Linked DNA regions of Sus scrofa: region 2 is linked to region 1. The links are chromatin contacts, called in public Hi-C maps. All regions are on one chromosome and are shown on one strand. Each heading gives the region's core, a stretch centred on a gene start, on an enhancer-like site or on the middle of the called end of the contact. The rest is flanking DNA. Distances are from core to core; before and after follow the strand shown. Region 1 overlaps KIF26B (kinesin-like protein KIF26B). Region 2 overlaps SMYD3 (SET and MYND domain containing 3).

Region 1 (4,582 bases), core at 1,313-3,812:
AAGACCACCCTTGAACCTCAAATAAGGGTATATGCCCTTGTTGGTGAATTTGCTGTTTCCGACCCAATAAATGCACTGGGGCAGGCCCTTGGCTCCCCTTTTCAAACTGGCCCATTTCTACAGATTAGCATATTCATATATACATACATACACACGTGACGAGAGCGGAACATCATTTTGCGCACTGTCCTCCCCTTACAGACTCGAAAACTGTGTTCCAGAGAAGCTGGGCCATAGATCCAAAGCCAGAGGACTAGCAGGAGTTAGCGCTCAAGTTTTCTGTCCCATGTGCTCTTGCACCATGTCACACACCTTCTGTACACATGCACCTGTACCCGCCCCGTGCACACACGTCAGTCCATAGGTGTGGTGTGTGTCCACGCAGCCACACGTTTGGTGCGACAGCCTCTCATGGGAAGAGTCCAAGATGCTGGACTCGAGTCCCGGTTGGGCTCTACGACAACTCCCTGTGAACTTGGGCCCATCGCTGGCTATTGACGTCAATTTCTTCATCTACAATGACCAGCCCTCGGCTTCTGTACAGAGCTTTCATTTCTTCAAAGCACTTCCTATCGTCTATACCATTTTCTCTTTACATCCTCCCAGAAGGGCAGCTGGCAAGACCCCCGGCCTTCTATGGGGAGCCCGAGGCCCAGAAAAGTGAAGCAAACTTGCCCAAGGTTGCATAGCGAGCGAGCCAAGAAACCAGGCCCGGGCCTGGTTCACTCCCTCCGAGCTCAAGGCTTTTCCTCCTAGATTTAGCTGCCTCTTGAATGAGACTACTGATCCCAGCCCCTCCCAGCCTCTCAGGGATCCAGCGAAGGGACAAGATGCCTTAAGCATTACGGGTTGTAAGACTCACTAAAGTGCTTTGGTTTCTCCAGAAAAAAACACCTACTCTATATCTAGTCAAGGTAAGGGACTCCAGCTTCCTTTCCCCAACCCCTTTCAGTAACTTTGGGGGGTGGAGTGGGGTGTCTTAGGGAAATGTGGGAACCTAATACTGTCTGCACTTGTCCAGACTTTCGTGTTGGACCGACAGGAAGAGGCTGGATCCTCTTTCACTGAGGCTTGAGACGGCTGATGGCCAAGGCCAGTGTCATCAAATTCAAAAGGAAAGGGCTGTTTCCCCTGTAGCTCCTTACTATAGGAAGCCATTCAATTTGGAACAAAGCCCTATACTTTGAGGATGGGACCCTAATCCCTGCTCTCCTGGTTGATTTCTCTTTCCTCCCCTCTGTCTGCGTCTCCATTCGCAGAGCTTGCTAGACTGAGGATGAAAAAGCAGCCACTGACCGAGCCACCAAGCTGACACTTCCATGCATAGCACTCGGACAGCAGGTCCAACCAGGACGTACAAATAAACCTAAAACACGAGCGACACTACAAAGCAACAGCCTGAGTTTACAAAGAAGCTAGAACTTTTTCATCAATTGAATATGACCAGGTGACCGGGTGGGACGTGGGTTAGCAGGGGGGAGGAGGGAAAGAGTGAGTCTCTTTAGTTGTGGAAGGTAATTTCTCCATGTACATAAGATAGATGTGTGAGTGCCAGGATTTCAGCGCTCACCCTACACATAGGGATGCTAGGAACTGCATTTAGAGACTATTGATTAGATATCAAGGCTGAAGGCTGGGTACAGCCTCAAGCACCACTGTATGTCCGATATTATGACATTGCCTCCGGTTCTGAGCAGGGCCACCCAAAAGCAGAGCGGGTTTGTTTAGGGATGGATCAGCAGCTTCTAAGATTTGGCAAAAAACAAAACAAAACGAAACACTTTTTTTTCCCCCCGAGAAGATGAGCTTCTCCTGGATTAGAATTATGCTTTTATTTGGAACTGATGAGCAGTAATAGATAGGTATTTTGTCAGGAAGGTGGCTAAGTGACACAATTTGTGAGTTTTTACCCACAAACGTTGACAGATCTTTTGTTGGAGAAGGAGAGAGATTACAATCCAAAGGAATGCTACATTCCACTCCCTGTCCACCCCCCACTGTCCCCCATGGCCCTCCCCAAAAAAATTAGACCATCTGCTGGCAGAGTCAGTGAAACTGAGTGTCATTTTGTTTTGCTGAACAGTGGGCAGCAGGGGCCCTCCTGGGGCAGTCTCAGTGTGGCAGTACTGAAGAGAGTCCCCTGGGGGTAGGATGGACTGCAGTGCCCAGGCAGTGGCAAGCAGGCCCTGGGGCCAGCACCAATGGATGGCTTATCCAGCATCAATTCATGGAGAACAGGGCTTTCAACGTGTTTCTACGGGCATGGTTTTGGAGGTTAATACACATCACCTTTAAAAATGAAAATATCTTTTAACATGTGCTCAGAGCATGGGGCTAATATTCCTGCAGGAAAGAACAGTGAGTAAATTCATGAATTCTTCTGGTTTCCATTTTGAACTGAACTCATCTTTAGTCATTTCTGTTCCAACCTAAACCCTTTTTGGAACAGGGAACTTCAAAATATTTACATCATTATTCACTGTGGAAGCCTGGACCCCAGAGCAGCAGAGGCTGATGACACCAGCAACCACGTGTAGAACCAGGTTAAGAAATGCCTGGGCTCTTGCAAGCCTGGCCTCTTTCCCAAGAAACCCAATTCAGACAGCCACTTTCAGACAGGAATGCACTAAGTGATAAAGGCTGATGGATTAACCAAAATTCATAATCAGCCTCAGAAGCTGAAGCCGGAAAAGGGCTCTTGCTCAACATCAACAGAAATCTGAGAACCAGCACAAGATGTGTATGCGTGTGTCAGACTTTTTGAACCACTGCCCTGGATGGTTTTTGTGGCTACAATGAAGTTACCACCACCTTCCAGGAACACAGATTTCAAGCTTAAGACTAATTTATGACAAACAGCTGGATTCCTGCCTGCCAAGTTCCCCACTCGAGGCAGCGTGGCACTGTACACCAGCTTCTCTCTCTTCCTCATCTTGAGGTCCCCTGGATAAGCCCCACCTGTGTCAACCCAGGACCAACACCTGCATTTGCATCTCAAGGGCCCCACGTTCAGAACAGCAACTAGAGACAAAGCGATACACAGGATGCTCCGATTTCAAATCAGGCAGAGATGAACATTAGGGACAGTGTCCCCATGATGGGGAAGGGAATTCAAGGACAAGAAGATCAAAGGTTGCAGTTTTCTGGTGGGGCTTGAAAGCCCAGGATAAAGCAGAGTCTCACTCTGTCACAACATGAAACACCATCATGAAATGCAATACAGATTTACACGCAGGAAATAATATTGCCATTTCCCCTTTGGGGCTCTGAGTTTTATTCTGCAGCTAGTGCTTCCACCTCATGCTGAACTACGTGGAGAGGGGGGCAGATTTCAGACAAAGAATTAAGGCTCCCATGTCTCCATGTTAATTTCAAAGAAATACTGTTCTGGTTTTTTCATGCGTGGAGAATGAAATGGAATAATGGGTTCTCTGACATCCCCCCTTTGCCTTCCTAGGTTATCTGTCACCAAAACTAGACCTGAACCTACCTCACATCTGGTCACTGAATGAGGTGTTCTTCACTTGTTAGAACTGCTTCAGAACAGATGACCAGCTGAAGAGTCGACTTACAGGGAAAAACGAGCGCATCATAGCATAAGAATTCATGATATCGTCACATGGTTTAGCAATACTTGGTGTGTTAAGATGTTTGCAGCTTACTTAGGTTAGGAAACAAAAGAGAAAAAAAAAAAAAAGGAAAGAAAGGAAAAAGCCAGAATGGACAACCGCCATGCAAAATTGTTCTACACTACGCCAACAGCATCCTTCAAGAAGCTCCATGGCATGGCGTCTTGGGAGGGCAATCTGACTCGCTAAGATAGCACTTGGTTTCACTCAACCCTTTTGGTATCTCATAAAGTTGCTATGAACATATATAGCAGGTTTAGGCAGGAGGCCAGCTGAAGGGCAGTCCCTCGGAAAGATTCTACTGATCAAGGTTTTACATTTCTGTAGATGTTTACATGGCAAGGTAGCCTGTGGGGGAAGATATGGCCAGGGCGAAAGCAAAGGCTGCTAAACACTAATCAAGTACATTTGTTTCCAACAAAGCCCAGGATACTCACCTTTGACAATCCCCCAATGATAAGGCTTTTCATGAAGTAGTGTATTTCCAACCAGCAACCAAAGGGATGCCAAAGGGAAAACCCAAACCAACTCAACAGAATGGCCTTCTCTGGGGTCCAGAAGCTTCCACTATGCTGCTGTTGAACAAGTCCATTCACACAAGTGCTGAGACCAGAGGTATGCTCAGAGTCAATGAGGCTGCCCTACAGAATGGAGGTATGATGGGGGAACCCTGCTGCCCAAGGGGCCAGACACACTTGTTAAACTGAAGGGGGAAATGATCCATCCTGGAGTAACTTTTCACCATATTTTAGCCTGTTTCAGTCATCAGATGGGAGCATAGCTTCTGGATGCACCTCTGCATAGGGGCAAGTGCTAACAAAACTCAAAGCCAGACTTGTCATCCACAGAACTGGCTTCCAGTCTAGGGGGCTAACTTTCCAAACAAAGCTAATAGAGCCGTCCGTGTCCTGACCTGGCCAGTAAAGGACTGGTGCTATGAAGAGCACAAGAAT
Region 2 (5,016 bases), core at 1,050-3,549, 250 kb before region 1:
CATTCTTAGTCTCGGCTTGATGTCTAATGGGCCGTTGCAAGGTGAACGTAACCAAAACACAACCCTTGGACTTCCCTCCAACTCCCTGCAGCCAAGCCTGTGCCTTTCATGGTCTTCCTTGGTGTAGGGCAACTTGTTCAGGCCCCAGGCGTGGTCCTTGATGCCTTTCATTCCCAGCAGCAGCCCCTCCCTAGATCCTGCTGGCAGAACCACTTCTACGCTGCCAGCCTCCAAGCCACCGTCATCTCTTGCCTGGGCTGTTGCCGTGCTCTCCTGCTTCCTCTGCCTCCACCCTTGTCTTCCTTTTTTTTTTTTTTTTTTTTTTAATTTTAATATATAAAAAAAAATTTTTTTAGGGCTGTGCATGTGGCATATGGAAGTTCCCCAAATAGGGGTTGAATCAGAGCTACAGCTCCCAGCCTACACCACAGCCACAGCAACGCCAGATGTGAGCTGCATCTGTGACTTACACCACAGCTCACGGCAACGCTGGATCCTTAACCCCCTGAGCGAGGCCAGGGATCGACCCTGCCTCCTCATGAACACTAGTTGGGTTCTTACTGCTGAGCCACCACGGGAACTCCCCACCCTGTCTTTCTATAGCCTATTCTCTACAAAACAACCAGAATGATCCTTTCAAAATGGAAACCAGCTCCTTTCAATCTGTGGCTCAGAATCAAGATGGTGGTTTTCTGTCTCATTCAGAATAAAATCCAAACATGGCTATAAGTCTCCATATGCTCTAGCTGCCTCTCTCATCTCATGTCTTGCCCCTGCTCTCTTTGGTCATGCCAGCCTTCTTGATGTTTTCTGTACCCAAGAACATCCCCGCCTCAGGGCCTTTGCACCTGCTCTGATGTGAACCTTCAGCACCTCCATTTCCTTGCTGCCTTCAGGTTTCTTCTTAAATATCCTGAGCACTTTTTCCTGCCCTTTTATTTTCTTTTTTTAAAATTTATTTTTTATTTATTTTGCTTTTTAGGGCCCCACCCAGGGCATATGGAAGTTCCCAGGCTAGGGGTCGAATCAGAGCTGCAGCTGCCAGCCCGCAGCACAGCCCCAGCAACACAGGATCCAAGCTGCATCTGTGACCTACACCGCAGGCTCACAGCAATGCCAGATCCTTCACCCACTGAGCAAGGCCACGGATCCAACCTGTGTCCTCATGGATCCTAGTCAGGTTTGTCAACCCCTGAGCCATGAAGGGAACAACCAACTTTCTTTCTTAGCATTTATCCACATGTGACATTTTTCTCTAGAATTTTTATCTGTCTTCCCCACTAGAATGGAAGCTCATGTGAAGGCAGGGATTGTGGTTGTTGCCTTCACTCTTCAGCACCTGCCTGAGGCAGTGATGTGTGGGCCAGGACCTAGATTTTCGGATTCTAAGGCCAGTGTTCTTTCTGGGACTGCGTGTGGCCTTTCATAGGTTTTAAGTCCTCCGAGCATCTCTTATTTCTTTGATAGGGTATAGGACCCTGCTGTCCACTCAGTGAGGGGCTCCTTGTGCCCAGTAAATGCCGTAGCTTGCCTGAATTACTTCCTGTGCTCGTTGTGGTCTGTCATCGACTTGGATCATAGACTCACTCAGGGTATATTTCATCCTTCTTAGGAATAAAAGACAAGCCGCTGTTACTCATCAGACACACAGTGGTGTCCGGAAACCACAGGCAGTTTTGTTTGCGTGAAAAATCCAACACCACCAGAGCCTCGTTCTCAATAAGTAGACGATTTGTATTCGGAATTTTGAACATTTCACGTAACCTCGTAACGTGGGGGAGAGGATTAGACTGTGCTGGGTTTAAGCCTGAGTTTTAACAGGGTGTTGCTAGTTCTGCATTTACCTACCTGACGTTCTCAAGGAAAGTGTATTCCAGACCTGTTCTCTTGCAAAGGGAAGAGCATCTGCGTTTGGCTTGAGTCTTCCCTAAGCAGTTGCTAAAAGGCTCCCTTTTAGTTTGAAAACTTTTGTTCTCTTGCCTATGAAGTTTCTTAGGTGACTCGTAATCCTAAGTGTTTTCCTCTTGTTTTTACAGGTGATCTGCAACTCCTTCACCATCTGTAATGCAGAGATGCAGGAAGTTGGTGTTGGCCTGTATCCCAGGTATGGTGGATGGTATTTCATTTACTGGAAGAAATGACTTTAATTCCCACCCAGCTTCCCAGCCTTTTAAAAGGAGTTCAAAAGGCTATTACAGGCAGCTGCTTCCAGAACCAGGCTTGAAACGTAATGATAAATTACCAGAAAATGGAAAATGTGAAGTGTAACGAAAACGGTTCCATAACCCACAGTATACGGTGCGGTATTAACAAAGAGGCAGACCTCCGATCTAAAGTCTTGTTTTCAGGAACTTTGAGGTACCAAGCTGGGGACTGTGGATGCTAATAAACCATCCACCTGAGGTTTGGTTAATCCCCCACTCCTGCCTTGGTCCTTTTCCCCAACCTTCTGGGCTGATGCACATGATTATTTCAGCAGACTTGTGGTCCTGTACCATTTGGGTTCGTTTGGTCTTTCAGCTTGATGCTCTGGGCCCAGTGCTCCAGGAGGCAAGAGCACTCACGGGGCTTTGCCCTGGAAAGTGTTCTCTCTCTACCCCTGAGGCGATGGCACTGAGGAACCAGGCTGTCCTTCCACAGGCACTCCAGGGTCACTGCTACTTCCGTTTTGTCTTCATGCTGTTAGGATCTAATACAAAATGGGTCTTGCTTATAATTAACGGTGAATCTGAGAACCCAGCTTATTTCTGACACATTATAAGCTACCGATCTGCCCAATGGATCTTCAAAAAGCAGTAACAGGAGTTCCCGTCGTGGCGCAGTGGTTAACGAATCCGACTAGGAACCATGAGGTTGCGGGTTCAGTCCCTGCCCTTGCTCAGTGGGTTAATGATCCGGCGTTGCCGTGAGCTGTGGTGTAGGTTGCAGACGCGGCTCGGATCCTGAGTTGCTGTGGCTCTGGCGTAGGCTGGTGGCTACAGCTCCAATTCGACCCCTAGCCTGGGAACCTCCATATGCCGCGGGAGCGGCCCAAGAAATAGCAACAACAACAACAACAACAACAACAACAACAACAAAAAAAAAAAGCAGTAACATAGAATGGGGCAGACATGGCCCTGAGTTCAGACCACCTGGTTTCAATTCAGTCACCACTTGCTAGTTATTGCATCCTTGGGCAAGTTATCAGACGTCCGCATATCAGCTTCTTCATCTCTAAATGGTCCTCCTAAGATTATTGGGATGATTAAATGTGGTAAACATGCTCAGGTGCTCAGAAAGTGCGTTCTCCATCATGGATGCTCACTCACAGTTATTTCTAATTATTATCAAATGTGGTGGCAGCTTAAATCCACTACCTTCCCAGATGGTTAAAAAAAAAAAAAAAATGTGCCTCCAAGGTCGTAAAATTCCTGGGCCATGGCTCATGGCTTGGAAGGCATGAGGAGCTAGTTAGCAAGATAACCTCACTGTTGCATTGAAGAGGAAGCGCTCCTAACTATTCTTCAGTGTCACCATGCATGTTCTAGTAGGCATGGCCGTTCTCCCAAAGGACCTCACGTCTGAGATCCTGAGTGGAAAGCTCACTGGTCCCTGGGCTTTGATAACTGCCATGGTAACTGCCGCATCCCATTATCTCAGAGATTATTTCTCTGCAGGTCAGTTTTTCTTTTCCCATCTTCCTGTTGGGTCGCCTTATGGGCTGGTATCTAATGAGACAGCCACCTCCCCACCCCCACCCCCCTAAAGGACTCAGAAAATGTTGTTATTACCCCACCTTCCTAAGAGCACATCCCGAGAGCGCTCAATCCCTGGTACCCCTGTCAGCCTTACCTGCCCCCTGCCCCTAAGCTGAAGTGTCTTTATACTCATCAAATATAGATGTCTGGCTCTACCTACTGAGCCAGGATGGTCTCTTACTTTTTTTTTTCTTTTTCTCTTGCTTCCAGTATGTCTTTGCTCAATCACAGCTGTGACCCCAACTGTTCGATTGTGTTCAATGGGCCCCACCTCTTACTGCGCGCAGTCCGAGACATTGAGGCGGGAGAGGAGGTAAGGAGCTCTTGTTCGCCCTGCCCACCTTCTTTTCCATGCAAGACCCTCTCAGCAAGGCTCTTCCCTCACACCAGTTGGGGCTGAGGAGCAGCTTTTTAGCGTCTTTCTGCCAAGGAGAAGGTAGGTAATACATCTGCCCAGTGATGGAGGCAGAGACACTGCCCATCGTGACTTCTCCCAGATGGGCTATTTTTTTTTGGTCTTTTTAGGGCCACACCCACAGCATATGGAGGTTCCCAGGCTAGGGGTCCAATCGGAGCTGCAGCTGCTGGCCTACACCACAGCCGCAGCAATGCAGGATCCGAGCTGTGTCTGCAACCTACATCACCGCTCTCAGCAACCCCAGATCCTTAACCCACTAAGCGAGGCCAGGGATGGAACCCACATCCTCATGATACTAGTTGAGCTCATTACCACTGAGCCACAATGGGAACTCCTGAAGGTGGCTCGTTTTTACCTTTTTATTAAGAAAGCAAACAAGTGTTACCCTTTCAGGGTATCTTTGTTCCTTGACAAACGTATCAGCATCTCGGGGTAACTGTCTGAGCAAAGACGTGAAGGGGGCAGGAGGACAGGCAGCTTGACCTCCCACGGTGCCTTGGCTTTGACCCCTCCAGTTCTGCAGGCTGCCCAGCCAGCCTGTTTTGATGGGGAGCCTTCTGTGAAGTCTGAGATCTCACGAGGCAGCTGCAGATGGGCTGCTCCAGGGCTGCTGAACCTGAGGCTGGCAGGGTTTGCACAACTGCTAACCCTGAATTCTGGGTTAAAGATGTTTATGCTTTTTAGAAACCAGTTTCCCTCTACCTTCCAATTTGCTAAAGTGGATATTTATTGCAGGGAAAACAGACTATCATAAGCTTTTATTACATTTATGCAGCACTCAGCCCATAAAACCGAAACTCAGAGGTCCCATATTTTATGTAGACAGGGATTTGGCTTTGATAAGACTCCTTCTAAACTGAT

Evidence for each region. A called contact is a pair of places that touch in the nucleus more often than the background predicts.
Region 2: a Hi-C map of embryonic fibroblasts shows a contact between it and region 1, with 2.4 times the contacts expected there. The contact joins two enhancer-like sites. A contact is called at or near these places in 2 of 47 Hi-C or Micro-C datasets (embryonic fibroblasts and heart right ventricle).

What each region holds. Positions count from the first base shown.
Region 1 is chr10:18,214,966-18,219,547 of Sscrofa11.1, reverse strand. KIF26B (kinesin-like protein KIF26B) reads right to left here. Exons shown (of 16, transcript XM_021064466.1): 16 at 1-4,582. Among named protein-coding and RNA genes, the nearest start is that of KIF26B, 510 kb to the right of the region's middle. Within about 2 kb of position 2,562, at least 5 of the 83 cell types and tissues checked have an H3K27ac peak or open chromatin away from gene starts, as enhancers often do. A contact at or near this core is called in embryonic fibroblasts, where this site is marked.
Region 2 is chr10:18,460,799-18,465,814 of Sscrofa11.1, reverse strand. It overlaps SMYD3 (SET and MYND domain containing 3), which reads left to right. Exons shown (of 12, transcript NM_001160092.2): 6 at 2,037-2,104; 7 at 3,948-4,050. Among named protein-coding and RNA genes, the nearest start is that of SMYD3, 560 kb to the left of the region's middle. Within about 2 kb of position 2,299, at least 1 of the 83 cell types and tissues checked has an H3K27ac peak or open chromatin away from gene starts, as enhancers often do. A contact at or near this core is called in embryonic fibroblasts, where this site is marked.